Regions from separate parts of the Sus scrofa genome. Here all the other regions are linked to region 1. A link is a contact called in public promoter capture Hi-C data. All regions are on one chromosome and are shown on one strand. The core of a region is the stretch at or near the end of the contact, and the rest is flanking DNA. Distances in the headings are between cores, read along the strand shown. Region 1 holds the start of ERCC4 (DNA repair endonuclease XPF). Region 2 overlaps PARN (poly(A)-specific ribonuclease PARN). Region 3 overlaps PARN (poly(A)-specific ribonuclease PARN). Region 4 holds the start of PARN (poly(A)-specific ribonuclease PARN).

The links. Promoter capture Hi-C pulls out the DNA fragments that hold promoters and counts their contacts.
Region 2: a contact with region 1 is called in a promoter capture Hi-C map of fetal liver, with 9 times the contacts expected there. A contact is called at or near these places in 4 of 5 promoter capture datasets (fetal liver, fetal skeletal muscle, liver and 1 more), 14 of 47 Hi-C or Micro-C datasets (alveolar macrophages, brain, embryonic fibroblasts and 8 more) and 2 of 2 datasets of targeted methods (alveolar macrophages and skeletal muscle).
Region 3: a promoter capture Hi-C map of fetal liver shows a contact between it and region 1, with 8 times the contacts expected there. A contact is called at or near these places in 2 of 5 promoter capture datasets (fetal liver and liver) and 9 of 47 Hi-C or Micro-C datasets (alveolar macrophages, embryonic fibroblasts, epiblast stem cells and 5 more).
Region 4: a promoter capture Hi-C map of liver shows a contact between it and region 1, with 4 times the contacts expected there. A contact is called at or near these places in 1 of 5 promoter capture datasets (liver), 1 of 47 Hi-C or Micro-C datasets (liver) and 2 of 2 datasets of targeted methods (alveolar macrophages and skeletal muscle).

What each region holds. Positions count from the first base shown.
Region 1 is chr3:29,304,510-29,311,754 of Sscrofa11.1, reverse strand. ERCC4 (DNA repair endonuclease XPF) reads left to right here and starts at 5,646. Exons shown (of 12, transcript XM_003124586.5): 1 at 5,646-5,852. The coding sequence starts at 5,646.
Region 2 is chr3:28,659,385-28,666,989 of Sscrofa11.1, reverse strand. PARN (poly(A)-specific ribonuclease PARN) reads right to left here. Exons shown (of 24, transcript XM_021086564.1): 15 at 7,380-7,422; 16 at 5,755-5,830; 17 at 3,446-3,556; 18 at 3,076-3,145. Among named protein-coding and RNA genes, the nearest start is that of PARN, 46 kb to the right of the region's middle.
Region 3 is chr3:28,703,471-28,710,832 of Sscrofa11.1, reverse strand. The region is part of intron 21 of PARN (poly(A)-specific ribonuclease PARN); the gene reads right to left. Among named protein-coding and RNA genes, the nearest start is that of PARN, 90 kb to the right of the region's middle.
Region 4 is chr3:28,611,074-28,618,225 of Sscrofa11.1, reverse strand. It overlaps PARN (poly(A)-specific ribonuclease PARN), which reads right to left and starts at 1,418. Exons shown (of 24, transcript XM_021086564.1): 1 at 1,267-1,418; 2 at 566-643. It also overlaps a transcript of BFAR not described here.

The DNA of each region.
Region 1 (7,245 bases), core at 4,397-6,896:
TTTTTACCCATTGTTCTGCACTTTGATTCTCTTCCCTCAACAAAAGCAATTGGTTTTGATTAATAAAAAAACCACAGGGCTTGAGGAGATTTTTTTACAGTAAAATATTATTACTTGGAATTTGGGGATAATCATAGTATTATTGCATATATGCTTAAAATGTAGCTATGTATTACTTATAAATCACCCCAATGACAAATGTGATTTATTTCCTTTTATTTTTCTAATCTTTTAAATTTTTATTAGATTATAGTTGGTTTACAGTATTGTGTCAATTTCTGCTGTACAGCATGGTGACCCAGTCATACACACATATATATACACCTTCTTTTTCAGACTTCCCTTGTGGCTCACCATATATATACATTCTTTTTCTCCTACTATCTTCCATCATGTTCTATCCCAAGAGATTGGATAGAGTTCCCTGTAGCGCACAGTAGGGCCTCATTGCTTACCCATTCTAAATGTAATAGTTTGCATCAACCACCCCAAACTTTAAGTCAAAAGTCGCTACAAGCAATGTGGTCCAGTAATCAGATCCAAACTTAATGTCTTCTTCTATCACCCCTGCCCCCTCTTACAACACTGCAGGTAGAACCACATTTGGAGAAAACATCAAAAGTCTACATTTAAGACCCCTGTGAATAAGATGTCCAAGACGAGGGCCCCTCCCATCACTACCCCAACTTTCCCTCTTCCACAAGACTAACTCCAATCAGGCTACGACAGCAGAGTCACCAGTGCCTACCGACAAAGACAGTCAACTCTTAGAACATTGTCATTTGCAGGGTCAAAGCTCTTTGCCAGAACCAGCTTCAAGGCAGGTATGCACGCTCACACAGGCTCAGGAAGGCCCCATGCTTAGTTGAATGCTCTGCTGTTGCCATCTTGAAATTAATTTTTTTAGCAAGTTTCCCAGAATTTTTATTTTGCACTGCCCTCTGCCTCTTCTCAGAATGCATTCTAAGAGGGAGGATGCAATAAGAGGAAAAGAATTTTGCCGAAAATAACGAAAAGAGCACTCCACAAAGCTTTCCAATTTAAGTACTATTTTCCCTGTGGGAGAGCCTCCATGGGGTTCCTCGTAAATCCCTACAAAAGGTTAATTGCTAATCCATAGGAACCACTATCGTCTTCACAAAAGGCTACTTGTTGTTGCAAAGTGGGGCAGGTAATTGGTTTTTGTGTTTGGCTTCATACATTTTTTTTTCCTTTTCTGTTAATCATGAATGGCTTGTCAAAACAGCGAACATATTTTTATTTTAATTACAAACCATCAAAAGTTCTTATTTCCAAGAAAAAGATTCACTTAATAATTACATTCCCTCTGTTGTATGAGTAATAATAAGTCAACTAAATATTAAGTTTTCTCTTAGTGTACTATCCATACAACACTAGTACACAGGTGACAACATTCTCAGATAATTAGTATACATGATACACACCAATGGATTCCCATGGCCCTTGGGTCCTGGGCAGAACTCTACAGGTACTACAACCATCCCCCTGTCCAATGTGTACCAACCTTCGCTTGCAGACAGAATCAATGAATCAATAATAGACCGCTCAAGGTCATATGCTAAAGTTTTTCAAATGATTATAGATGCTATTGGAATCCATAAGTCACAAATCTATATGATAGTGTTGCTGAATTCACAGTCTCCTTTTAAATGTATTGTCCCAGCCAAAAGACCCACAAATCCAATTGCCTTCATGAAGGATTGATCCAAGAATATTTGGCATATATGTTCAAGGGATGCTTAAGCGTGGAAAGGATGAGGACCATCTGAGCCACGTGTTCGAATCTAGAAGATTCAGGATGGCATTCAAGGCTTTCAGCATCAGGCATCTAGTGGGGCAGTCGAGGCGAAGAATACAGGCTTAGAAGTCAGGTGGACTTACCGCATTCTTTTTCATGTCAGCCTCGTTTTAAGATAAGGCAACTCAGGCACAGAGAGATTAAATAACATGCATAGGTCACACCAAGCTGGGCTTTAAGCCCAGGTCTTTCTGACTTAAAACCATGTAAGCAAACTCTAAGAGGGCCAATGCTGATCTAGCCCTAAAAGAGGAATTAAGGCCAAGAAGTAGGCTATCTTTTCTCTAGCCTCTGGATTTCGTAGGCGTTTTCCCATATGTGAAAGACTGAGCTTTCTAAGAGAAATTACAGTGGCCTGCCTTCTGCAGTCAAGCTAAGGTTACCCAAGGTGTGCTGGGTTCTACCTCGGGTGAGGAGGAAAATGAAGATTAACCTCACTCCTGGCCCAACAGCAAAAATCAAGGGGCCACTGCCTGACCTGTGTCCTCATGGGCAAAACTGAAACTTGCCAAGTGACCTGGAAGGGACATGGCTCTGGTGAGCAAAACAATCTACAAAATAAGGAAAAGTCTGGAGAATTAATTGACAGTGACATAGGGGGAAAAAAAAAAATCCTTTGCCTTAAGCAGAAAACTTATGCCCAGCCAGGGCAAAACTCCAATGCGTAGACACATCCGTTAGAATTTACAAAAGTCTGCTTCCCCAGATACCAACTTCTGACACCGTTGCCTTGCACACACATATTAAATCTAGATTCCACGAGGTAATATTATGCAGTGCTGATGAAGTGTTTATTTAGTACCTGGGAAGTTTTTTCTTTTGTTTTCGTTTTAAAAGCAATATAAGTTCTTGGTAAGAAAGTCAAACAGAACAGAAGGGAATAAACTGAAATGTAAAGGTCTTACCCTACACCTCCATCCATTTCAACTCCCCCAGAAGCAATTACTTTTGATAAGAGCTTTTCTCTCTCTCTGTCGTGTGTGTGTGTGTGTGTGTGTGTGTGTGTGTGTGTGTGTGTGTGTGTAGGCAGTGCCCACAGCATATGGAGGTTCCCAGGCCAGGGGTCCAATCTGAGCTGAAGCCACCAGCCTACACCACAGCCACAGCCACATGGGATCTGCAACTCAGCAAGGCCAGGGATCCAACCCTCAACCTCATGGATGCAAGTTGGGCTCGCTAACCGCTGAGCCATGATGGGAACTCCTGGTAAGAAATTTTCTAAGCAATCATAAGAAAATATGGGGCCATCCTATGCCTTATTGTTTTGCAATTGCTTTTTTCAGTATGTAATAGCATGGATTGCGTATTCTATCACATACCGCTTATAATAGTTGTGTGATATCCTATTTATTAGTGATGCAGGAAGAAGTTTTGATGAGTCTTCAAGTGTTGAACATTCAGGAGAAATGTCTGAGAAATAATGATACTTCACAAAATAATATGATGAATAAACATCTTCATACACATGATCCCTATTAGAATACAAGTTCTACGGTGGCAAAGATTTTACCTGTTTTGTTCCCTGACACATATTGGGTGCTCCACAAACATTTGTGGGGTGTATTTTCATGTGTACATGGATCTATACAGATATTTTAAAAGTATATATATATATATATATATATTGCTCAATCATCCTCCAAATTACTGATTACTATATTCTCCCATATGCTTTATTTTATTTTGCTTTGTCTTGTTTTGATCAGCTGGGGATTTCATCTTTAGAGCTCAGTGTAGGAGAAATACTGAAATCTTGTGTATTAGTTTCCTGTTGCTGCTGTAACAAATTATGACAAATTTAGTGGTTTACAACAACACAAGTCCATCATCTTTCAGTTCCAGGAGCCAGAAGTCCAAGATGGGCTGGCAGGGATATACTCCTTCCAGAGGCTTCTGAGAACTCATTTCCCTGTCTTTTTAAGCTTCTAAAAGCTTCATTCCTTGGCTCACAGCCCTTCCACATCACTTCAAACTCTGCTTCCATTGTCACTTCTCCTCTGGACCCCCCTTGTCTCTCTCTTCCCCTTGTATGGACGCTCGTAATGACCTTGGGCCCACCTGGATAATCCAAGAGACTCTCCCCATGTTGAAATCTCTAACTTCATCACCTCTGCAAAGTCCCATTTGCCACCTAAGGTGACATGTTCACAAGTTCCAGGAATTAGGTCACAGATATTTGGGGGGACAATTACTTTGCATACCACAGCTTGGGAATCAGGTTTGCATTTCAGCATTGTCACTTCAGCATGCATAACCTACATGGGTGTTGAATCCCTACTTACCACACCCTGAACTAAGTCTAAGAAATACACCAACAAGATCTGTGGTCTTGCCCAAGTTACATAACCTCCCTGAGTCTCTCACTTGCAAAATTGGAGGGATTCATATCTGTCTCCTAAGAACGGCTATATGCAGAATGTCTCGCAGACATTCTCTTCCATTTAACTAGCATTTAGGACTTACTATATGCTGTTTTAATCTTGACAAAATTAAGTAAAATACTGGATTAAGCAGTAAGAGGTAGAGAAACAGATCTCTTGTAAATCTTTCCGGTGGATGTAAATTGGACCATGCCTTCTAGAGGGCAATGTAGCACTATGAACGTAATGTAAAGACATAAATGTTTATCCCAGTAGGTATCCATTTCTAAACGTATCTAAGGGGCATGGTTAAATTTATGCAAAAAAGATGCTCAGTTAAATATTATAATACAAAGTATTATAATACAAAGGGGGGAGTGGAAACAAACTAAATGTCCACTAATAAGTAAATAAGTATGATACATCCTCGTTGCAGAAATCTTAGCCATATCAAAGGATTTTGTAAAAGAATATTAAATACCATGTTCAGAAGTCTGTGAAATGATTGACACACTCAAGATTTAAATCAGGGTTACTTATTATCTCATATCAGTAACAGTAAATGAATTCTTCCTGGTGAGAGAGTGTGCTTATATAACCAAAAAAAGACGGAAAGGACAGATTTCATGACATCACAGTGCTTATTTCTGGGTAACGGAATAACAAGTGATTTTTACTTTTGCTTACTTATATAGCATTTTTTATTTTGTGACAATGAAGGTTGGGGGAAAATGATGTGGACCCCGAACAATTCCTCGAGTTAGATTATCAGGCGTTTCTAGTTATAGAACAAAAACTACCGAAGGTGTCCCTCTAGTGGCAGATGGGATGCTGCCGCGGCGAAGACACCTGGCTGGGACTTTTTAAATAGCTAATTGTATCAAGACTTCGAGAGGAACAAGAGCCTAAAATTAGCAAACTATTCGGCTTATTCAAAAAGTACTTTAAGGGGGAGAGAGGCTCATTGCAAAAGTAAGGAGCAAGGCTCACCCTAGGAAGCAGGTGCTACCAATTCTATGCGCACTCCTTAGATGGACAATTAACTTTCTCAGTTGTCAAGGTAGGAGAACTAAGGTCCTTGGGTTTCATTCTCCTTGCTCGCTAAGTCTAGGCTGCCTGGCTCTCAAATCGAACGTACCAGACAAGGTAGAATAACGGAAGACTTCAGGTGGGGACCCTGAAGCCAGAAGGGACACTTGTTGCGAACGTTAGCACCTCCTTGCGACTCAAAGAATCTTAGGCTCCACTCGGCTGCTCTTTGGCGAGTCTGGCCTGAGCTCGTCGTCAAGGGCTCGGCTCTCTTCGGCTCCATTCGGCCGGCCCTCGACCTCTCGGGCTCGGCTCTCTTTGGCTGCATTCGGCCCACGATCGTCTCGGGCTCGGCTCTCTTCGGCCTGTTCGGCACACGCTCGTTTCAGAATCGGCTCTCTTCGGCTGTGTTCGGCGGCGGCCCCGGAAGGGCGCCCATGGAGCTGGGCCCGCCGGCTCGAGCAACAGCTATGGCGCCGCTGCTGGAGTATGAGAGGCAGCTGGTGCTGGAACTGCTGGACGCGGACGGGCTGGTAGTGTGCGCCAGAGGGCTTGGCGCGGACCGGCTCCTCTACCACTTCCTCCGGCTGCACTGCCACCCGGCGTGCCTGGTACTGGTGCTCAACACGCAGCCGGCAGAGGAGGTGCGGCCGCCAGCGCGGGGGTGACGGGACCCCGGGAGCACTGGGGGATTCCTAAGAGGACACAGGCCTCGGGCGGAGGCCGGACCTCTGAGGGTGATGCAGGTCCCTGACACGGCGGGAGGGCGTTGAGACAGTTGTGAGCGCCTGACACGGGTGCGAGGAGGCTGAGACGGTGGGAGGGCGTTCCGAGGAGGATGCAGGACCCTGACCGGGCTGGTAGGGCACTGAAAGGGTGGAGGGGTCCTGCGGGCCTCTGACACGAGTGGGCTGGAGGGCCTCTGAGAGGAGTAGGGGAGTCATTTGAGGAGGATGGAGGTGGGAGGAGCTCTGGAGTGGGGGGTGGTCCCTGAAAAGGATGAGGAAATGTCTGGAGGGGGTTATGGATGGCAATAATGAGGCAGAGTCCTAAAGCTGGATATTAAGGAGCCTGCTGCAGGCGGAGGAGTGAGGTCCCTAAAAGAGAACAGTGACGGGGATGGAGGAATCCTAGAGCCGGATGGGAGACGTGAAAAGGAGGCTCTAAGGCCGGGAGAACCCTATAGGGAAGAGGAGGGACTGGGGGTTCACCGAGGCTGTGGGAAGAGGGGCATAAGGTCAGAAGGGAATGGGAGCTGGAAGCTGAGGATATTGGGGAAGGTCCCTGGGTTAGGGAGGACACTGAGGAAAGATAAGAAGGGGATACACCTGTGCCGTGGGGTAGTGACAGGTGACACGGCCTGGTCTGACAAGTCTGATGAGCTCCTAGATACCTAGAGCAGGTGGCCAGAAAGAAAATGCCAGCTGAGAAGAGTGACCACAAACTCCTTGTGGGTGGGGACCAGTCTGATTCCTCTGGGTATCCCCAGTGCTTACCTAGGGCTTAGCACTGCACCAAGCCTCCAGGAAAGGTGGCAGGGAACTGAAGGTGTAAAGGACCCAGGGGTCTATTGACATGAGGAAATCCCCTCTAGAGCGGTCCAGGACAAAACTATAGTCTAAAACACCACCTGGGAAAAGCGTCCTTGTTATATTCTCACATGCTATCCCTGCCTGCAAAACTGGCTCTGGCGGGCAGTATTTTCTAGGTGGCAGAAGCCTTAACCCTGGACTTTAACAGTCTTTGTTGTTGTTCATCTGCTAATAACATCTCAAGTGCAATGATGAGTCTTGAGTGCAAACCCCAAAACAAAAACCAAAGGCTTGATAAACGTAGATTGGTTGATCATTGTAGTCATTTGGTTTGTTCATCATTAAGTTCATGATCCCTGCAAAAGGCAGCGTCATTTTTTTTATTTTTTGGTCTTTTTAGAGCTGCACCCATGGCACATGGAGGTTCCCAGGCTAGGGGTCCAATCGGAGCTGAAGCCACCGACCTACAGCACAGTTCACAGCAATGTTGGATCCTTAACCCACT
Region 2 (7,605 bases), core at 3,175-5,674, 640 kb after region 1:
GGTAAATAGAAAATGACCTTCCCCCAAAACCCGTCACAAAAGGTTATCTAGGAGAGAGTGCAAGGTGTCTTCAGAAACAGATGACTGTTAATAAGAAGGCAAAAAGTCTGATTTTGTGCTTTCTGTGGTGTTGTAAAAAGGAAACACAGATTATTTTTAGCTCCTTCCAGCCTAAAAGGATTTGACCAAAGGATCTTCTCTACGTCTGGTTTTCCATGCACTGATGCAACTGACCAAGGTCATAAAAAAAGGGAAACAATTTCCTGAGCAGAGAGTTCACGACAGACAGGAAAAGCACAGAGCACGTGGCCTGTCATTGGCAGTGGTCTCATCTGGATTTCCATCGCTCAGCAATCTTAGGACTTTCATTCTGATTCCAAAAAGGACAGGAGAAATACAGGAGGTGCCCAGGCCATGAAAGAGACAACCGACATCATGCAAAGTCCTGCTGAAACATTCTCCTGGACAAAGAGGGTTCAGGAAGCACCATGTACTGCATTCAGTCTTTGCATTCTGCTCAAACACCAGCTGTCTCTGGAGTTTCTCAATAGTTGGCTCAATAAAGTTTCCCCCAAAGGCACACTTAATGTGGCTAGATGCTAACTTAGGGTTATGCAGAAAGAGGTGTGGAGGGGTGAAGTTTATCTCCCCTCAAGGTTGACTTCTTCTTCTTTTTAGTCACATCCATGGCATGTGGCCAGAGATCAAACCCTCGCCACAGCAGTGACACCACCAGATTCTCAACCCACTGACCCACCAGGGAACCCCTCAAAGTTTACTTTTTTTTTTTTTTTTTTGTCTTTTCAGGGCCGCACCTGAGACATATGGAAGTTCCCAGACTAGGGGTCGAGTTGGAGCTACAGCTGCCAGCCAGAGCCACAGCCACAGCCACAGAGGACTGAGCCTGTGACCTACACCACAGATCATGGCAACACTGAATCCTTAAACCACTGGGCGGGGACCAGGGGTCGAACCTGCTGAGCCACGATGGGAACTTCTACTTTTTTTTTAAGGTTTACTTTTTAAACAAAAATCTGGTAAGAGCAGAACAAAATGTTATCTGCATATATAAGTGGTCTAATGTCCATTCAAATTTACATTAGGACGATGCATATACAATTAAGAAAAGCTTACAAATTTTTCTAAAACCAATCATTTGAGACAATGTTGATGGCAATTGTTGGATGTTCTTCTATGAGGTCAATATTAACACAGAAAGAGACATCAAAATAAGCAACTGCTTTTCCACTTTCTAAATGGATTAAGAATGGACGGCTGTGGGAGTTCCCATCATGGCTCAGAGGTAATGAACCCACTAGTGTCCACGAGGGCTCGGGTTTGATCCCTGGCCTCGCTCAGTGGGTTAAGGATTCGGCATTGCCATGAGCTGCGGTATAGGCTGGCTGCTGCAGCTCTAATTCGACCTGGGAACTTCCGTGTGCCACAAGTTTGGCCCTAAAAAGACCAAAAAAAGAAAAAGAAAAAGAAAGAATGGGTGGCTGTACTTGACGAAGCTATTCCAATATAGAATAAAAATAGTCCTTATTTTGCATTTCAAATCCTGATGGAATTTCTTTTTCCCTTCAAAGATGAACACAATATTCTTCCTTCACAGATGGGGAAAAACAGAGCAAAAACCAAACTGGGCAAGAATTTTCAGTGCAATATCACAGGAAGATTCCTGTATCCTCAACTATTTCTGGAATGCATCTAGGTTTCAGAAAAAAAAAAAAAATCTGAACGGACACAAGTCCCAACTTAACAGGAAGTACACACACAAGCTGCCCTTCCTCAGATTTACAAACACCAACGCTGCCCCGAAAATTAGAGTTGAGAGCCAAGAAAAGCCTGTTTTGAACTGGATAGTAGCAAGAACTCAATTGTTAGCGGAATTAATTTTGCCCACAGAAAAACGCAACTTACTTGTCGATATGTGCGACACTGGTACCCAACCCTCTGTGAAAGATGTTTTGAAAAAGTGCAACACGTGTACCTCTGAACGTCCACAGAAAACCGGAAGTAAACAAAACCTGAAGCAGCCGTGGTAGGATACCATGCACTCATCAGACTACCCAGATTCCCAACCTGCAGGGATCCCGATGTTCTGAAGGAACATGTCTCTGCAGCATGTGACCTACGCACAGGCGCCGTGACATCCGTATTTCTACAGCCGCGGAGGGAGACGGTGTTCTCACTGCGAAAGCGCAGCCGGAAACGTCAAGGGCGGCGTATGACCGGAGGAAACGAGGCGACCGGCCCGACAAGGCAATGGGTCTTTCTCGCAGGGGCGGTGATCCGGGCGGGCGGCCCCTGGTCCGTGTGGCTCGCCCAGAATCTCCTAGAACCAACCGCGTGAAGAGAGCTGGGGGAGAGATGAAGGCTTAGGCCTCTGGCTCGGAGCCCGCCCGTGGCTGGCTTGAGGGTCACATCCATAACGTGAGTCTCGACGGTGCCAAGAAAGCAACAAGCCGTACTTTGAAGTAACAATCTTGAGAGTCTTTGAAAAGGCTCTGAGCTCAGACATTTCCCTAAATCACACTGACTTCGGCCAACAATGAGGGGCTATGAGCCAGCTTTTCCTTCATTGGAACCATTCGGAGGCGGGCTCAGAACGCGATGGCAATAAAACCGTCACAGACGGGCTTAAAAGCCACTTGGGGGACCGCGATCTTCTTAGAAAGAACACTATTTAGGCAGATAACAACACAAGCACAAACAATAATCTCGAAGGGAAAGCTCGAGAGGGGTGGGCCAGGTCTGACTGCCACACAGACACACAGACCCAGGCTCCCTCGTGGGTCATTTACATTCCAAAACCACCAGGTCTTCGTCTTGGAAGAGATGCATTACCTTCAGTATCGTTTTCTTTCTTTTTTTGTCTTGAAGCAAAAATATTTAATACATTATTTTCGAAAAAGTCAATTTCTATTTTTCAAAAGACATCTGAGTCACCAGAGAGGAGAAATAGCCCATCTAAAAATGCCCTCGACCCTCCCATTACCCCTAATTGACATCCCAGACACTGGGGGCTCCTGCACGGAGAGAACACTGGGGGCCTGGGACCCTGTTACTTACTTGTTAAAAAAAGGTTCAATGAGTTTGGATCTGGCAGACACATGAATTTTTGGAGGACTAAGAAAAGAACCTAATGAAGAAAAGAAGCAGAACATTATACACGGTCAGGCAGACAAAGCCTGAAAAATATATTTAAATCAACAGCATGGTTCAGCACGGGTAAAAGGTACTCGTATGGGCCGAGTACCACAGCACAGGTAAGGGGTGATGCTTCATTCCTGCGTGCGCTCCAGGCCCTCTGCCCCAACCTTCCCTGCACTCTGACCGCAAAACCCTCCCACTTCTCATGAGTGGATCCCAGGGAAAGAGGAGACAGGTGAGATCCCCTCTGGACCACAGTGAGTTTGACAGAAGCAGGAATAGGGAGTACCTAGATAGTTGGCCATGGAGATGAAGCACAGTCCTGTGATGTAAGCATCATAGCCTGCCTCGTGGAGCTGTTCGGAAGCCGTGTCATAACTTGGAAAACCTTCTGCACTTTCTAAAGAGGAAAAAGAGAGAAAAAAAAAAGTTTTCCCAAGGTCATCACAAATCATGAAGACTGGTGAGCGCACTGCCCTGCCACATCCCAAAGGCATTAGTCTGTGCTGTAGAAATACCCTAAAGAAGCAGAAAAAGAGCTACCTGTTTCTTTTTTCTTTTTTTCTGTCTTTTAAGGGCCACACCCACAGCATACAGAAGTTCCCAGGCTAGGGACTGAATCAGAGCTGCAGCTGCCAGCCTACACCACAGCCACAGCAACAGGGATCCAAGCTGAGTCCGTGATCTACACCACAGCTCACAGCAATGCCGGATCCTTAATCCACTGAGTGAGGCCAGGGATCGAACCTGCAACCTCATGGATACCAGTCGCGTCGGTTAACTGAGCTACAACAGGAACTCCAGGCTACCTATGTCTTAATTCTCTCCCCGCAGGACACTGAGATAACAGAGTCACCGAAAACGAGGGCTTTGGTCCCGACCAGAGAAATGCCTCCGTTACATTATCAAAGACTCAGCCACTGTCCCCCTCGCTGCACTGATGGTGCTGCCGACAAGCACGCACCACTTGCACTATGACCATGACTCCTCTTCTGACTCTGGACTAATGACTAAATAGCATGGCCTCTGGCGTCCCACTGCCTGGGTTGGAATCTTGGCCCCACCGCTTATTTTCCCGGGGAGCCTGGCCTCTGGGCCTCCGTTCTGGTAGAGTGGAGATGGAGAATCACGGCTCCCTCATGAGGCCTTTGTGAGGCTCCCATGAGCTCATGGAAGGAAAGCTCTGACACAGTGCTTGGTACCCAGTAAACGCCCCGTAGGTAACCTTCCCCCAAAGCAAAGGTCTCCGATCGATATCGGCTCCACTCAGTACTGGCCTCTGCTAGGTCTCCAAGCTCACAGATCTAAAGATGAAAGCACAACTCTGTCCGAAAATAGATCAAAACTCGCTGTCATGCTGCCCTTGGAACATGGGGCCACTTCAGAGGAGAGCCCGTTTTAAAACAGGCTTCTTCGGTCACATGCATAGACACAGATGCCGAAAGAATGAGGTCTAAGAGAAACCTGCTTTAGAGTAAACCCTCTGCCGGAATAGTACATGGAAATGACAGGATAAAACTGTAACTCATAAATAATTATTTCCGAGAACCACTGTGGAGGTGAATATCAAAAAGGTTACAACAGGATGAAAAGCATGAGTGGAAACTAATACTGAAAAGGCTGTCACTGTTTTTACATCAATACAATGCTCTTTGAGCAAGAATTCTTTAACCTCCGTAAGTATCAAGTATTAGATTTTAAGCTTTATAAAAGTATTTTAACATGAAGGCCAATTAAGTCCTATCCTCTCTCACCAGCTGGACCACATATTTCCCAGATCCACTAGTGCCATTGTGTCGTTATAGAAAAGGTCCAGGTGTCCCCACTAACCCACTACCAGCCCCCACCCCCTCTTCTTACTCCTTTTTTGGACTATTCCAGAAAGGGAAGCAAAGAACTGTAACCTTGGCTGCTTGAGTACCTTCTGCAGTCAATTTCTGAAGCTTTAGTCCTATGATCAATGTCTTGGGAAGTTTGTAGGCTACAGCTGGTGGAACGTGAGTCACCGTATCAGCAGCATAACTACGCTAGGAGGAAGCAAGGCAAGCACAGCTGGAAGGGTCACCAACTGCCTGGGTAGGGGCCGTGGCCAGACTTGGCAAAACACCTCTGCCCTCAAAGAACATTTCTCCTTATTCTGGTTTTCCTCTCGTCATCGGTTCTGCACCTAAGCCAGCTCCTTCCTCATCAGCAAACCCTGTTCTTGGGCTTTCCAGAGACAAAAAGTTTATTTTCATCCTACCCCTGGCAATTAATCACCAACTCTTTGTCTCCACTTAAACAATGCACCATAAAAAAGAAAGACACTGAGTTTGGGGAGTATTCCAAGCATTAGGAAATAAAAGTCCTGAGGCTTTAATTGCTAAACTTCTCCACGAACAGGCCCCAATCCTACTCACAGAAAACAGATGCAGGATTAGAAGACTGCCTTTACTCCGAAAACAGTAACTCAACACAGGGCACGGGCAAGTTGTTTGAGGGAAAAAAAGTCTATAAATATACACAGTTTCTAGAACGGTTTCAACATTTCTTCTACAACAGACACCCGTAATTAGCACCAAGAGTTTGGGGCTCTTCAGGATCATTTTATCTCCTTACCAACTTTAGGAGGGTTGAAAGGCGTCTCTTTTAACCGCTTTTCCAATTCTGCGAGGGACGTGTTGTTAATGATATCCTACAAACCAGTAACAGAGAATGATGAGCCGGCATCGTCTCAGGGAAGCACATATTAAAGAGATTCAATGAGCGTCAGGACAAAAAACCAAAGCATCCAGCACTGCCCCCTTGTGTTCCCTAGAGAAACACAGGAGCGGTTATTCAAAGTGAAAGAGAAACAGCACATTTAATTTCAAGCATATGGAGGGTAGATCCGTACGAAAGGTTTTTTACTGATGTGTTAAAGATCTACAGTCCTTTAGCCAGAGAGCTATACGGCTCTGGCATTCATTTCACTCAGTTATATAAAGTCACTTCAGAAGCAGCAACTGATTATACTTTGACCTGAATTCCCTTGATTAGAAAATATATCCAACATATATAAAATAAGGAAAAGAAATGAAGAAATGTATGCATGTGTAATCTACTCAAAAATATATTATACATTTTTTTTTTTAAAGGGCCACACCTGAGGCATATGGAAGTTCCCAGGCCAGGGGTTGAATCAGAGCTATAGCCGCCAGCCTACACCACAGCCACAGCAATGTGGGATTCAAGCTGCATCTGTGACCTATAGCTCATGGCAATGCCGAATCCTTAACCCAATGAGTGAGGCCAGGGATTAAACCCACATCCTCATGGATAGAAGTCAGGATTGCATCCACTGAGCCACGGCGGGAACTCCCAAAAATACATTATATATTTTAATATTAAAAATTGAGGAGTTCCCGTCGTGGTGCAGTGGTTGGTGAATCTGGCTGGGAACCATGAGGTTGAGGGTTCGATCCCTGGCCTTGCTCAGTGGGTTGAGGATCCAGGTTGCCGTGAGCTGCGGTGTAGGTCGCAGACACCAGACACGGCTCGGCTCGGATCCTGCATTGCTGTGGCTCTGGTGTAGACTGGCGGCTACAGCTCTGATTCAATCCCTAGCCGGGGAACCTCCATATGCCGCAGGAGAGGCCCTAGAAAAGGCAAAAAGACCAAAAAAAAAAAAAAAATTAAAAATTGACATTCGGAAAGAATAAAGGAGAAAAAAAAAAACATAATTCCACCACCCAAAGACAATTGCTTTGTTTTTTGTTTGTTTGTTTGTTTTCTTTTCTAGGGCTGCACCCTCGCGGCATATGGAGGTTCCCAGGCTAGGGGTCGAATCGGAACTGTAGCCACCAGCCTTTGCTAGAGCCACAGCAACGTGGGATCCAAGCCACGTCTGCGACCTACACCACAGTTCACGCAACACCGGATCCTTAACCCACTAAGCAAGGCCAGGGATGGAACTGCAACCTCACGGTTCCTAGCCAGATTCGTTAACCACTGAGCCACGACAGGAACTCCGACAACTGCTATTCATATTTTGATATATTTATTTCTAGTCTTTTCTCAGGTTCTTTTTTCCATTTTTGTTCTTTTTTTGTTTGTTTGTTTGTTTTTTTTTTGGATGTATCTGAAAATGACATTTAAGTAGACCAGAATTCCACAGCTCTTTGTGGCAATTCAGAAAATTTCTAAATATAGCATAAGCAGTGTTGATAAGCCGACAACGGCAACAGTTCAAAATTTAAAAATACCTTAAAAGGTTGTGTGCTGGCCATCAGTTTCGTATCCAAGAGTCTAAAAACAAAAGAATTTTTAAAAGGTAAACAGAATGGCGAGCAATTTCCAAATGTCCTTCACACAAATGAACAGGCTATTGTCTTCGAAGTGGACCAGGGAATGAAGCACGCGAGCTGTCCTGACCAGCGCTGGCATCTGCTGCGTGAGGCTGAGGACGGGTCCCCACCAGGAACTCCTTCC
Region 3 (7,362 bases), core at 2,348-4,847, 600 kb after region 1:
GACACGGGAGAGAGAGAATTTAAACAATGACAGATTTTAAAACAGTCTATGATAGATATTTTTCCAACAAATACTACTATTACTACTACTACAAAACAAAATGCACACACGTAGGGGGTCTTAAACAAAGTACTTCCTTGTTTCTGTTTGTCTGAGGTTAGCCACAATGCTTACAGATCATCTCACGACAGAATTTCAGTTGGAAGATCTCCGAGAAAACCACGCAGATTAAGTGCCTATGCCACTCTTACTAAGTGTGACCCTCTGCAGATGAGGAAGTAAAAGCACCAATGGATGAAGGCTCTTCTCTGCCGGAAATGAAACAGACGACCCCAGCCCACCTGTAAGGTAAGAAGTGTCTGGGAAAGGCAGGAAGCCATGTTTGAAGCTGTCCAAGACCTGTCAGTCTGGGTACTTAATACTGATAACCGAGCTGTCAATGCAGTGGTCACAGAAGGGACAAGGCCTCTGAGCTCATGAGGTGGGGCATCAGTCACTCTCAGACTGAGGGAGGGCACCTCCCCCCCCAAATCTGCATGAAAGTCAGAAGGGCCATGTCCATGCACAAGCTCCCAGGCAGGTATGTGGAGGCCGAGACACGCCAGCTGTGGGATCTGCTGGGGCCCAGGATGTCCCACTGAGCCTGTCTTCACTGTCACCCAGCTGTGAGGGGTCCCACGTGCTGCTCAGTGAACCCAATAGACTGGCCCTAGAGACCTGGAAAAGACACTTTCTGGGACTGCAGGCTCCACTGGGGAAAGGGCGACTGCGTGTTATGTGTGCAGAGGTGAAAAGAGAGATTGCGAAATGGGGTAGCAAGTCCCCTCTCAACCAAATCTGCTACCTGTTCCTTTCTCCAAATACCTGCCAAAGGAATTAATTGAGTCTTCCATGGCTTTTTCCTTCTCTCCCATCTCAGGCCCCTTCCCCTCTAAGGGGACCAACAGGCAAGTTGAACTCTGCTGAAATGGGGAGGCTGGGGAGGTGAACCCCGCATCCCAGGTTTCCTCGAACCTCACCACCCAACAGAAATGTTAAGGTAGAGAAATCCACAACGAGAGGATTCATGTGCAGAAACAGGTACCAAGAAAAAGAAGAACGGAGAACAAAACCATCTTCAATGAAAGTCAAACAGCTATAGGAATTATAGGCACCAATGTTCAATATACAACCCTATTTAACCAACCTCCATCCTTCCGCGATACAATGGTAAGAAAAAAGGCCCAAAGTCACAACTGACTGGGGCGACGGCTCCCAGTACTCATCTCACAGATGAGGCTCGTCAGTCTCCATCTACCTACGTATCCAGCACGTGGAGGCATCCTCAACCCCTGTGCCAGTTACCGTCCGGGTGAGGCCCTGCCACCCCGCAGCAAGGTCATTTTTGCAGCAGTGTGCCTGTCGGGCAGAAGCCAGAACAACCCTCCTTGGAAAACGAATAAAAACCAGGCAGCCCAGAAACCCTGTCCCCTCGGGGCTCTGGGTGAGATACCTCAGAGGAGAAAGGAAGGCAGAAGGGAACCGAGCAGAGGCTCCAGGCTCCTTACTCCAGGTCACCAGGATGCCTGACCAAGCACCCTCCAGACTGAACCAGCGCTTCGGGGAAACCAGGGCTAGGTTCCGGCGAGGCTTTGGCCACGTTTTCTTAAACCATTTAACACGCTCTTGTTTCATGAGTGCTTCTATTTCAAGATACGTTCCTTATACACACGGCGATTCGCCGCCACTGATCTCAGGAACAGACTGTGGGTTGGGCGGGAATGCAGCGCCTCCCGCGTGTGTTCTCTGCAAGGCGTGGCCGGCCGTCCTCTCGTGCCTGGGGCACAGGCAGCGCTCTGGCCCCAGGCTGCGGGGGGGCCTTTCAAATGGCAAAATCGCCAACAGAAAGCCCAAAAATGTGAAAAACGCGGCAATAAAGAGACTGTGAAAAGGACCCTTGTTTACAGCAGGAGCTGCAAGGAGAAGGCCGAGCATCGCCTTGTTCAACCTCGACGGGTGACCATGGGCGTCGGGAAGCCCACAGCTTCCCCGCCCTGCGCATGTCCGTGAGTGACCACAGAAGCTCTGTGAGTGCTGATTTTGAGGTTACACAAAAATTTTAACGAGTAGGTGAATTCACAAACACAGAATCTGTGCTTCTAATGAGGACTGCCTGTACTTTTCAGACCGTGCCCAAACCAGCTTCCCAAACGGACTCTGGGAAGGAATCCGGAGACCAACCTTACAGCAATCTTGCAAACGTCTGTGTCTGCAGCATTCTCGTATTACTTCTGAACCTACTCAAAAGCTGACCTCAGTAACAGAAAGAGGCTCCAGAAAGTACTGACGTGGGACGCCTGGGTAGGCTCTGAGGGAGACCCCTGACTGCAACTGGAAAGAGGTGAATGAGAACAGCAACAGGTAAGCCGAGGACAGACAAGTGAACATCACTGGGGCAGCAGTTTGGGTCCTCTGTGGAAACGGTGGTGTGCCTTTATCCGGAGGGCACATCTTGCCGAGGGACACATCATTCTGCAAGCTGGGCACACAAGCACCGAGAGCGTCACACCATCTTCTCTGCGAGGCAGCAGCGTGAGCCTCCCATAAAATCAACTGGGCAATAATATTATTCTAATGTCTGGATTTTTGGATGGGGAAGGCACAGGGCAAGCAGGGCAGTTTCCTAAGCAGCTAGTGCCAGGCACTGTGGGAGAACGTCACCTCCGTCAATCCTTCCCAGCTCTGAAAAGTGTATGTTCTCATCTTGATTTTACGGCAGAGGGCACAGAGAAGTTAAGTCAAACACCCAAGGTCACACAGCCAATGTTTCACGCCAGGTCCATCACACATCTGGGTTTCTTTCAAACCGTGAAAATAAGGTGAGAAGCTGCTTGGGTGATCCAATGCCTTGAGTATCCAGTGAAATGTTAAATTGAGCATAGCATTTCCGGTGTACTTAATTCATGAGTTTTCCTCTAGGTACTTACTCATTCATCCACCTTTCAAATCAAATCATGGAAGACTGCACACAGATCAAACGCAAGTAACAAAGCCTTCATCCTGAGTTCTCCAAGAGTGTCACGTGACCCTCGGTGCAAAGGTGGTGGCTCTGAGCAAGCGCTAAACAGAAGGCCTGGTGGCCGGTTTCTTGAAGCTTCAGACCCTGAAGGTTTCAGGGCATGAAGGCTCCACGTGGCCTAACCACTGCCATGCGGCATGAGGGTTACACTGTGGAAACAGCCTGCTCTGTCTGTCCACATTACTTAGCATGAGTAAGCATTCAGGTGACAAGTTTTACTTGAAGAGGGGAAGGTGGATTCGTTACCAGCACGACAGCACCATCTTCTGGTTGGTGAAACAGAATGAAGACTCAAGGTCACAGCTGGCCTTAAAAAGCACGCTGACAGGTTCCCCAGAGGAGGAGCAAACCAGAAAATTTAGTTTCTGCAAATCGAAACCATAGTAAACAAACACCCTCATGGGCCAATCATGGAACAGAAAGCATGTTAATTGCAGGCCGTACTGGTCACACTTGCACATCATCTGGAAACACAGCAGCCACGGCCAGCCTCTCAGTGCTCCCACCCGCAGCGCCCTCCTGCCTTATGAAAGAAACTCCCTCTGGCGTCGCTCTCACCCGCACCCCTCTGGGTGCACAGAAAGGCTCTCTGCTGCTCACACACAGAGTGGAAATCTGACAGCACAGCAACCAGGGCCCTTTCCAACCACCCTCCCGGCCAGTTCTGGTTGGAGGTTGGAGAGCACTGATCTCTTTTGAGGGACAGATGAAGGAACTGGTGACAACTCAGCAGCATCTTTATGTTCCCTCGAAGCCTCAGACCCCTTTGTGGATTGTGCTGGCGATGGATCTGAGGCCTGAGGTCCAAATAGGGCTTCCTACCATAGCCGATGCCACCCCTACAGAAATCCCGGCCAGGAGACCCCCAATATCTAAACAGTTTCCTAATCTCCAGATTAGGAAGAGACCCCTGCAGCTGGTTTCTTTTTTTCCAAGTCTGATTTCTCAATGCAAGGATCCCTCCCACTGGTCAAAAAGGCCCTTGGGTATCAGCCTTTCCTGATTTTCATCCATCAGATAGGCCATCGGCCTCCTTCCACAAGGAGGACCAAGCAAGGGGGGTGACGGGGGTCAGACACTTTGGCCACAACACTCCTCTCTCGGTGAGAAGCATGGAAGCCTCCTCCCGGCCCCTGGAGATGCGGCGTGAAGAAGTGAGCATCCTGCCAGATGCCGTCCACAGGACTCCCAGCCACACTGATCTAGGGACAGGAAGCACCTGAGGATTGAGATCTTTGTCAGTCACTTTCGCTTCCTCCCCAACCTCCAACACCTGCCACGGGGCTCTGTGAGAAGACTCCTCGTTACATGAAAACTAGTCTCCTCCACCATCTAAATTCAAATTTTTTGACCATGACCTACAACAATACATTTTGACTACAAACCAGTACATATACATGTTGACCTGCACATACAGATTAATACTTGGAAAAAAGTTACATTAAAAAAAAAAAAAAAAGAGTTCCTTTGTGTGCAGTGGTTTAAGGATCCAGCGTTGCTACTGCAGTGGCTCAGGGACATTTTCAAACTTTTTCCTTCTACAAAAAAGCTGGTCACGCTCATTCACAATAACGATTGTGTAGCCCAGTGAGAGGGTGAGCCGGTTTGACAGGTGCTGTCATCAAGCATCCACTTTCCCACCTACAGCTGCTCAGCTTGCACAGTCCTCTCTCCTCTGCTAACTCAGCACCAAGGCCTCTGCTCAGAGTCCTCCCAAACTCTTTCCAGCCCTGCCCCAAATACCGAGCATGTAAAATAACAACAAAGACGCCCTCCCCGCTTCAAGAAGCCAGACTTCGTTGGTTGAACACTATATATAAGCCTTAGGTAAGACATCTCCCCTTTCTCTGAACACAAAACACCTGCCCTCTGTATTCATTCATTCATTCAATTATTCACACCCCACCTGACTCACTCCAGTATCGTTGGTGTAAACAACATTTAAATGTTTGTCAGAAAGATGAATCCATCAAGCAGGATTTCTTTTTTTTTGCAATCTTATTTGTCAAAGGATCATTTTCATGAACTCTAAATTAGGAACTGAAATGCGCTGTCACCAATTCTTGGAAGCCAATGGCCCATTTATTATTCTGTGTGGCATTTATAGATGTGGCAGGTTCCCAGATAAATTCAATTTGGCCTCTGTCTCTTAAGAGAAGGCTCTGAACTAGAGTCAATGCAAAGACCAACTCCTAGACACTGAAAAATAAATAGAACCTGCTCGAATATATCCATCTATGTTTGACCCTGTGCTACAATGCCACCATATGGCACTGGAAGACTGGCACTGGGGCTGACACCTCTGACAACAATCAGGCTTTACAAGAGCAGCTTCAAGTTGACAAACCTGACACGCCTTACCTAGAAATTCTGTCAAAAGCCCCAGATTTAAAAGAAAGCCAGTGACATCTTTTATTCTAAAACTTGATTTAAAAGAACATCCCAGGAGCTCCTGCTGTGGCACAAGGGGATCCACAGCGGCTTGGGAGCCCTGGGACACGGGTTCAATCCCCGGCCGGGCACAGTGGGTCCAGCGTTGCTGCGGCTTAGTTTGCAGCTGCGGCTCGGATCTGACCCTTGGCCTGGGAGCTCCATATGCCTCAGGGGTGCCCCACCCAAAAAAAGAACATTCAAATCAACACTGCAGAAGGTTTGTACAAGGGGTAAGGTTCAAACTCCGAATTCTAACACACACATTTTGTGTTTCCACCTTCCAGCTTCCTCTCCACCATATGTACCACTTGCTCCAGGCAGACCAAAGGATGTGCTGGTCCCATGCTTCGCCAGAGCGCCCTTAGCCTTCCTCTGATAGGTAACTCTGGTCGCTATTAGGATCAGCATGGGCCTCACCTATCCCAGGAAGCCTTCCCTGCTGACCCTCTTCCGCGTCTCCAGGCCAGTCTGGGCTGGTTCTCCCTCCCCGAGCAACGCGCCTTATGACAGCCCCGTAGCGTATGGATGCACTGGTTGTCTAGATACCCACCTACAGCACTAGGCCATGAAGTCCTTGCGTGGAGAAGCTCTTACTATTTCATCTCTAGTCCCCATCTAAATTCAGTCCCTCAGTTTTCAACGGAGGCACCCAACAGTAACTCAAATATTTATACAAAGATTAACACTGCAGCTTTCAAATGAAAACCATCTCTTTAAAAAACTGTGCAAGGGTGTTGTTGCCTTGCAGGGCAGCAGGTTAAGGATCTGGCATTGTCACTGCAGCGGCTCGGGTTACTGCTGTGGCGTGGATTCAATCCCTGGCCCCGGAACCTCCACATATCACAGGCGTGGCCCAGAAAAAAAAAAAAAAAAGATAAAAACCACTTGAAATACCTTCGTAATTATTCTCTTTTCTGTTGTTACTATAAAGAACACTGAGCATAAAAATATAAGGTGTCTAGAAATACAGTGATAAATCAATAAGGCTTAAACTCCCTCTGAAAATAAGATTACAAAAATGCCTAAAAAATTACCTAAATGAGGCCCCTGCTCATGCTGTAGAGCAATTCATATTTTGGGAATTAACAATTACTAAAATCAGTAAACATCCTATAAATAGCTCCTATTTTTTGCTAGATAATATGCTATAATTATTTCCCTTTCCTTTAAATCATCTATAACATAATAAAGGACTTGTGAGAAAAAAAAATCTCGGTTTCACAGTTTTATTTTAATGTATTGGTGTCTTTTCTACGTTGCTTTCCCTGATACTGTAGCAGTTTGCTCCTCAGCCTTTGAAGCAATTAGAAACCAAATCTCTGTGGAGTTCCCCATATTGCTCTAATTCACAGTAAGAAAGAACAAAAGAATCTACCAAAAAGAAACCAACTCATGGACTTGGAGAAGAGACTGGCGGTTGCCGAGGCGCGGCGGGGGGGAGGGGGGGAGAGGCAGTGGGATGGACTGGGAGTCTGGGGTTAGTGGATACGAGCTATCGCATTTGGAGTGGAAGGCAATGAGCTCTGCCGTACAGCACAGGGAACCATATCCAATCGCTTGTGATGGAACATGACGGAGGATAATGTGAGAAAAAGGATGGATATATATGTATAACTGGGTCCCTCTGCTGTAGAGCAGAAACTGACAGAACACTGTAATCAACTATAATTTAAAAATTAAAAAAAAGAACAAGACATTCCTACTGTTGGACTGTGGAACATAAAGCCTTATTACTAAGCAATTAAGTCATTCTTGCTTTTGTTAATCATGCAACCTGTAAACACTCATAATTATCTAGATATGTTCACACGTGATGGAGAAGTTAAAGTAAAACCTTGGTCTAAAGTGTTTGGGTCACCACCACCATCAAT
Region 4 (7,152 bases), core at 169-2,668, 690 kb after region 1:
TCCACTTACAGGAAACACCTAGAGCAGTCAAATTCAGAGAGACAGAAACAGTGGTTACCAGAGGCAGAGGGGAGGGAGGAATTGGGAAGTATTGTTTAATGGGTAGAGTGTTTCAGTTCTGGAAGATGAAAAAGTTCTGGAGATGAAGTAGAGATGAATGCACAACAATGTGAATCACTTAATGCCAATGAGCTGTAAAACCACTTAAAAATGGTGAAAACGATGCATTTTATGTTATGTGTATTTCACCACCCACACACACACTGATCCTAATCCTCAAACTCTGCCCCAAGCACAGGTCCAACTGTTTCTAAACTGCACCAAAACCATAATCTCTATCTGCAACCCTTAGCGCTCCAACAATCACAAAACCAATCACCAACTCCACTGCACGTCTTCCGTGCTTAAGAAACGTTCAAGAGGAAACGTGGAGACTCATGCGACTTGCCCAAGGCTACAAAGAGGGAGGAGCGGCCAGCAGACAGAAGTCAGGGGCAGGGAGGGCAGAAGGAGGCTTGGCTCTGCACTGCAAGGTGCCAGCCTCAAGCTTGCAAGCAAGGGATACCTGAAAACTCCCCATCGATGGCGAAGAAGTCCGCCTCCTCTATGGCCTGGTACACTTTGTGGAGGTTACTCTTAAAATCTGCGGAGAAACCAAGAAGAGGCTCAGAACCGGTGGCCTGGCTTCCTGCCCACGGGCTACTTTGAGTAGGAGGAAAGGAAGGCCCAGGAGCTCCTAAGGCTCCTCGGGCTGGAGGACAAGTCCTTAAGGGGTGCACAGACCGGAAGGAAATAAGCCCCGAGGGGTGCACGAGCCTGAGAGGGACAAGGCCCTGGGGGATAGGGGTGCCCGGGAAAGGAGGACAACAAAGCCGTTAGCGATGCAAGGGCCAGAGAGGAACAAGGCCCCAAGAGGCGCAAAAGGAGAGCAAACCCCTGAGGGGCTGCCTCTGCCCCAGGCCCCGCCAAGCACAGCGGCCGTGGTCCGGCCTAGCAGGGCGAGTAAGGGAGCCCGCGGGGACCCTCGGGGAGGTGCGCAGCGGACACGCACTGCTCCTGATTATCTCCATTCTGCAGAGTGGCCAGACCCTCGCCCCTCCCCGGCCCGCCTTGGCCGTTCCACTCGCAGAGTTCCGCTGCGACAGCGCAGGCAGCTGCGGCGGAGACCGCGGGGGCGACTTCCGGAAACAGCGCGCGCCGGCGCGCGTCACGTGCGTCTGCGTCATGGCGGGGGCGGGGCCAAGGCTGGGTTCCTTTCCTTCGCACCCGGGACACAGGAGGGGCGTGGCCATCGCGGTCATCCAAGGTGCCGTCTACTTGTGAGGACCGGACTTGGACCATTCCCTTTGGCAGAGTGGTTGACCTGACATCCAGTTGATGAGCAGATATTTCCGCAGTCCTGTTTTATGCGCGGCACCCTGAAAGGAGTGGGAATACTGTAATGAATGGAAAAGACAAGGTCCCCACCCAATTTAACTTGCGGGAAGAAGGGAAAGTCAGGCAGGACTCAAACTTGCCGCTTGGAAACACGAAGATCCCTGTGAAGAGAAAAAGGGTGCTGCAAAGTCACGTACAGAGGTGACGCGGAAAGCAAAGCTGAGACCTGTACTGACTGCACTAGCCCCGGGAATACTACGGCTAGCAAAACAGATGAGGTCTTGCCTAACGGAGTTTTATGTGGGTTTGAGGTTTGCCGTTGTTTCCCAGAGCCTACAACACTGCTGACACGTGTAGGTGTTCAGTAAACATAGGTGGAGGGGATGACTTCATCTTGGCCTTTCGCAAAAGCTTACTTCATCATAAAGTCGGTTAGACCTTTCAAAGTTTAGTTCTCCCATTTATTACATCTGGAGCTATTCAGCCTTACTCATCCTCGATTTCTTCATCCTCTAAAAAGGGTCAAGGATCAGTGGTGATAATGTATGTGAAGTGTAAAGCACTAAATAGACAGAGGTAAGATACGATTAGGGTTGTGACTTGCTGTCACAATTCCTGCATTCACACCTTACATTTGAGAGAAAGAATGAGTATGAACCACTTGTGCTTTTTGAAGAGAACCGTTTTCCTCCAAAAGGACATATTAAGTATCCTAAAGAACAAGACTCTGGCCATGTTTTCCCCACCAGGTGACACAAGTCGATCTTCCTCTCCTCACCAAAGGAAATTTGTGTATAGTTAATTACCCGCACTATTCTGACTATGAACAGCAGAGAGTAAATGAATTAGAGAGTTCAGATGGAATGGGAAGGTGAAAAAACAATATGACAAATAGTCTAGCCTCAAACTTGAAATGTTTCTCTTGGATGTGGAAAAAAGGGAACACGCCTACACTGTTGCTGGGACTGTAAATTGGTGCAGCCACTGAAAAACAGTATGGAGATTCCTCAAAATACTAAAAACAGAGTTGCCATATGACCCAGAAATCCTGAACACATACCCAGACAAAACTGTAATTCAAAAAGACACTATTGCACTGCAGCACTCCTTACAATAGCCAAGACATGGAAACAACCTGAATGTCCATCCACGGATGAATGGATAAAGAAGACGTGGGATGGAGATGCAATGAAATACTACTCCACTGCTAAAAGAAAAAAAAGAAAAAGAATGAAATAATGCCATCTGCAGCAATATGGATGGACCTAGAGATTATCATACTAAGCAAAGTAAGTCAGAAAGAGGAAGACAAATACCATATGATATCACATCCACATACAATGTGGAATCTCATATAACACAAGTTAAATATCTACAACACAAGAATAGACTTAACAGATACAGAGAACAGATTTGTGGTTGCCAAGGGGGAGGGAGTGTGGGGGAGGGTAGGAGTGGGATTTTGGGATTCAAAGAGGCAAACTATTATATATAGGATGGATAGACACAGTCCTACTGTATAACACAGGGAACTATATTCAAGAGCCTGTGATAAACCGTAACGGAAAAGAATATGAAAAAGAATATAGATATATATGTATAGCTGAGTCACTTTGCTATACAACAGAAATTAACACAATGTTGTAAATTAATTAATTTTTTCTTTTTCGGTCACCCCACAGCATGTGGAGTTCCTGGGCCAGGGATCAAATCTAAGCCATAGTTGTGATCTAAGCTGCAGCTGCAACAATGCCAGATATTTAACCCACTGCCAGGCTGGGGATGGAACCTGCTCCCAAACACCAACAATCCAATTGAATCACAGTGGGAACTCCTAAATTTTTTTTTTTTCTTTTTAGGGCCGTACCTGTGGCATATGGAAGTTCCCAGGCTAGGGGTCAAATCAGAGCTGCAACTGCCAACCTATGCCACAGCCACAGGCACATGGAATCCAAACCATGTCTGTGACCTTCACCACAGCTCACAGAAACACTGGATCCTCGAACCACTCACTGAGAGAGGCCAGGGATCGAACCCGTGTCCTCATGGATACTAGTCAGATTCAGTTCAACTGAGCCACAACAGGAACTCCCAGGACTGCTCAAAATTTTTTTTAAATAAAAGAAATAACTCTGCCTTCTGGCATCAGCTTTAGAAGTCCTAGATGGAGAAGTTCCTGTTGTGGCACAGCAGAAATGAATCCGACTAGGAACCATGAAGTTGTGGGTTCGATCCCTGGCCTCACTCAGTGGGTTAAGGATCCAGTGTTGCCATGAGCTGTGGTGTAGGTCACATACAAGGTTCGAATCTGGGGTTGGTGTGGCTGTGGTGTAGGCCAGTAGCTACAGCTCCAGTTAGATCCCTAGCCTGGAAGCCTCCATATGCCTCAGGTGCAGCCCTAAAAAGACAAAAAACAAACAAACAAAAAAAATTAACTCAAAATAAATCAAACATCTGTGTCAGAGCTAAATGTTTCGGGATTTGGATTTCACAATGTTTTTTTGGTGATGACATCAAAAGCAAAAGCAACAAAAGAAAAAACTGATTAACTATGTTAAAGTTAAAAACTTTTGTGCATCAAAGGAAACTATCAACAAGGTGAAAAGGTCACCCACAAAATGGGAGAAAATATTTGCAAATCATATATCTGATAAAGGGTTAAAATCCATAAAGAACTCCTAGGAGTTCCCATTGTGGCTCAGTGGTAACAAACCCAACTAATATCCAGGAGGCTGTGGATTCAATCCCGCATTGCTGTGGCTGTGTTCTAGGCTGGCAGCTACAACTCTGATTCAGCTGCTAGCCTGGGAACTTCCATATGCTGCAGGTGCAGCCCTAAAAAGACAAAAAACCAAAACCCTCTTACAACTCAAAATGGATCCAATTTAAAAATGGACAAAGGGGAGTTCTCGTCATGGTGCAGCAGAAATGAATTTGACTAGGAACCATGAGGTTTTGGCCTCAATCCCTGGCCTCACTCAGTGGGTTAAGAATCTTGCATTGCCATGAGCTATGATGTAGGTCACAGATGTGGCTCGGATCTGGGCTCTGGCGAAGGCTGGCACAACAGCTCCAATTAGACGCCTAGCCTGGAAAACTCCATATGCTGTGGGTGTGGCCCTAAAAAGACAAAAGACAAAGAAAAAAAAAAAGGACAAAGGGAAGGGGAGTGCTTGATATGTTGCAGTGGGTTAAAGATCTGGCGTTGCCACAACTGTTTGACATCTGGCCTAGAAACTTCCATATGCTGCAGGGGCAGCCATAAAAAGGAACACAAACAAACCACAATGAGATACCATTTCACACCCCCTGGGTGAGAAATTGGAACTTTGTACATGCACTGCTGGTAAGAATGTAAAATGGTACAGCATGGAAAACAGCATGGTGCGTCTTCAAAAATTAAAAGTAGAACTATCATATAATGCAGCAATTCCACTTCCGGACAAACACCCAAAATAATTGAAAGTAGGGTTTTGAACAGATATTTGTACAGCCATGTTCATAGAAACATAAATCACAATAGCCAAAAAATGGAAACCTAAGTATCCATCATCAAATGAGTGGATAAACAAAATGTCATATAAACAGTGGGTTATTATTCTTGCCTTTAAATGAAAGGGAATTCATTGTCACTGCAATGGCTTGGGTGGTTGCTGTAGCACAGGTTCTATCCCTGGCTCCAGAGTGGCCAAAAAAAAAAAAAAAAAAAAAAAAAGGAATGCTTAAACATCAATAAATAAATAAAATGGAGGAAAATTCTGACACATGCTACAAAGCAGATGAACCTGGAGAATGTTATCCTAAGTGAAATAAACAAGTCACAACAAGACAGACACTGTATGACTCCACTAACATGTGGTACCCAGAGTGGTCAAATTCATAGACAGAAAGTAGAATGGTGGTTACCAGAGGCTGGGGAATGAACTATTGGAAATTGTTGAATGGGCATGGACTGTCAGTTTGAGAATATAAAAAAGCCGTAAAGATGAATGGTGGTGATAATAGCACAATGTGGATATACTTAGTGCCACTGAGCCGCACCCTTAAAAAACGGTTAAAATGGCAAATTCTGTTATGTAACTTTCACCACAATTAAAAAAAAAAAACATGCTGATACCTATTGCCACATGATCCTCCAGAAAATGAGTTCATATACCCCTGGCACTAGCACAGACCATCAAACGCCAATTTTTTTACTCTTTGCTCATCTGATTGATAGAAAACAAAGTAGCATCCAAAATGATTAATAACAGTCTCCGGGCCAGCAATTTAAAACAGATAATCTGCATGAATTCTTAACGGATCAAGACGCTAAGAGGAAAAAAAAATGTGGTGAGTCATTTTAATTCTGATTCTTCTTTAGTGGAACTTAGAATTTTTTAAAACGTAAAGGCGAAAAAAACCGTAGCGTGTGCAGTACAGTCTTGTAACATTACTTTAATTTCGGACAAAGGTGTTTCTCGAAGATACAGAAACGCCCTCCCTGGAGGAGAAGATACACACAGCAGCCTCACCTTCTGGGTGTAACGCCCTGGCTCAAGGTCTGTTCACCCGAGAGGAAGGGGCGGGGGGCCGGCGGTAGTACGCCTGCGCGGAGCTCCCCGGCCTGGGAGTGGCCGCTCTAGGCAGCGGGGAGGGCGCAGGGTTAAGGGAGTTTGGAGACCGGCGCGGCCTCTCCTCTATGGTCGTGGGCCGGGGGCACCCTCCTCCGCAGGCAAAGCTAGGTTACCTCCGGAAGTGAAGCCGCAACCTCTCCCCCCGCTTCCGCGGGGATCCTGGCAGGGGGCGATAGCAGGGACGGCTCCGGGATGAGCTCGGCGGTAAGCAGCTGGCGTGGCAGAGGATGGCGAGCGGGCGCCTCGCCTCGGTCTTGATTTGGGGGCGGGGTGTGAAGGGCGGACATAGAGGACCTTTCCTCCTCCCAGGCCCAGGTCCTGAGCAGCCGCAGACCTGGCTTTAGGGCGCTGACCCCCCATTTGGCCAACTTCTCCATCCCTTCTCAAGAGCCCCACCTCCGCTCAGCCTCTCCCTGGCCTTCGCCGTTCTCTCCAGGGTCACAGTCGGAGCCCGTAGTTCCAGGATCTCCCCCAGGCGAAAGGGAGGGGGCTTCGCTTTCACGCATCTGGGAGAGGGAGACAACCTGGCGCCCACCCCAGAAGCGCGGGCTGCGGCTTGCGACAGCGAGTGCAAAATTGACCAGGTTCCTGATAGAGCCAGGCTGGCCTTCAGGTCTTAAGTGGCCGGGCACTTTCCTGCCCCAGGGCTGAATGATTGCTCGCGTTTTAAAAGGAGGCACAAAAAGGCGAAAGTGAAACAACCCCAGAATCACACCCTCAGCTCTTTTGATTCTGAACTTATGGCTCGGAAATCTGGATTTATGCAAAAGGAAGTTCTTTAAAAAAAAAAAAAGGGCAAAAGATATCAGGCGCTGTCTAACTGGGGATCTTTGGCGGGGCGGGAGGCGGGTGCCCCCAACTTTGATAGAACAGAGAAAGACCCCCCAATTGCTTTCACGCCCTCACAGTCCCTTTGGGTCCTCCCCGCCGAAGCTCATTGGTCGGTCTTTAGGAAGCGGTCTTGATGTCACGATCTAAAAGGCCAATAGGAAGGAGCTTTGCTATTTTCCCCCGCGGACAGAGCTAGCTGGCTGGCAGAGTGCACGTGTGGGTTGTGTTGTTTTATTTGTTCTTGTAACAGCGGTCTGTAAACAAGCCAGCCTAGGGATATACAGACCGATATGGTGCGTTTCTGTGCATATCTCCATAAATTTGATGG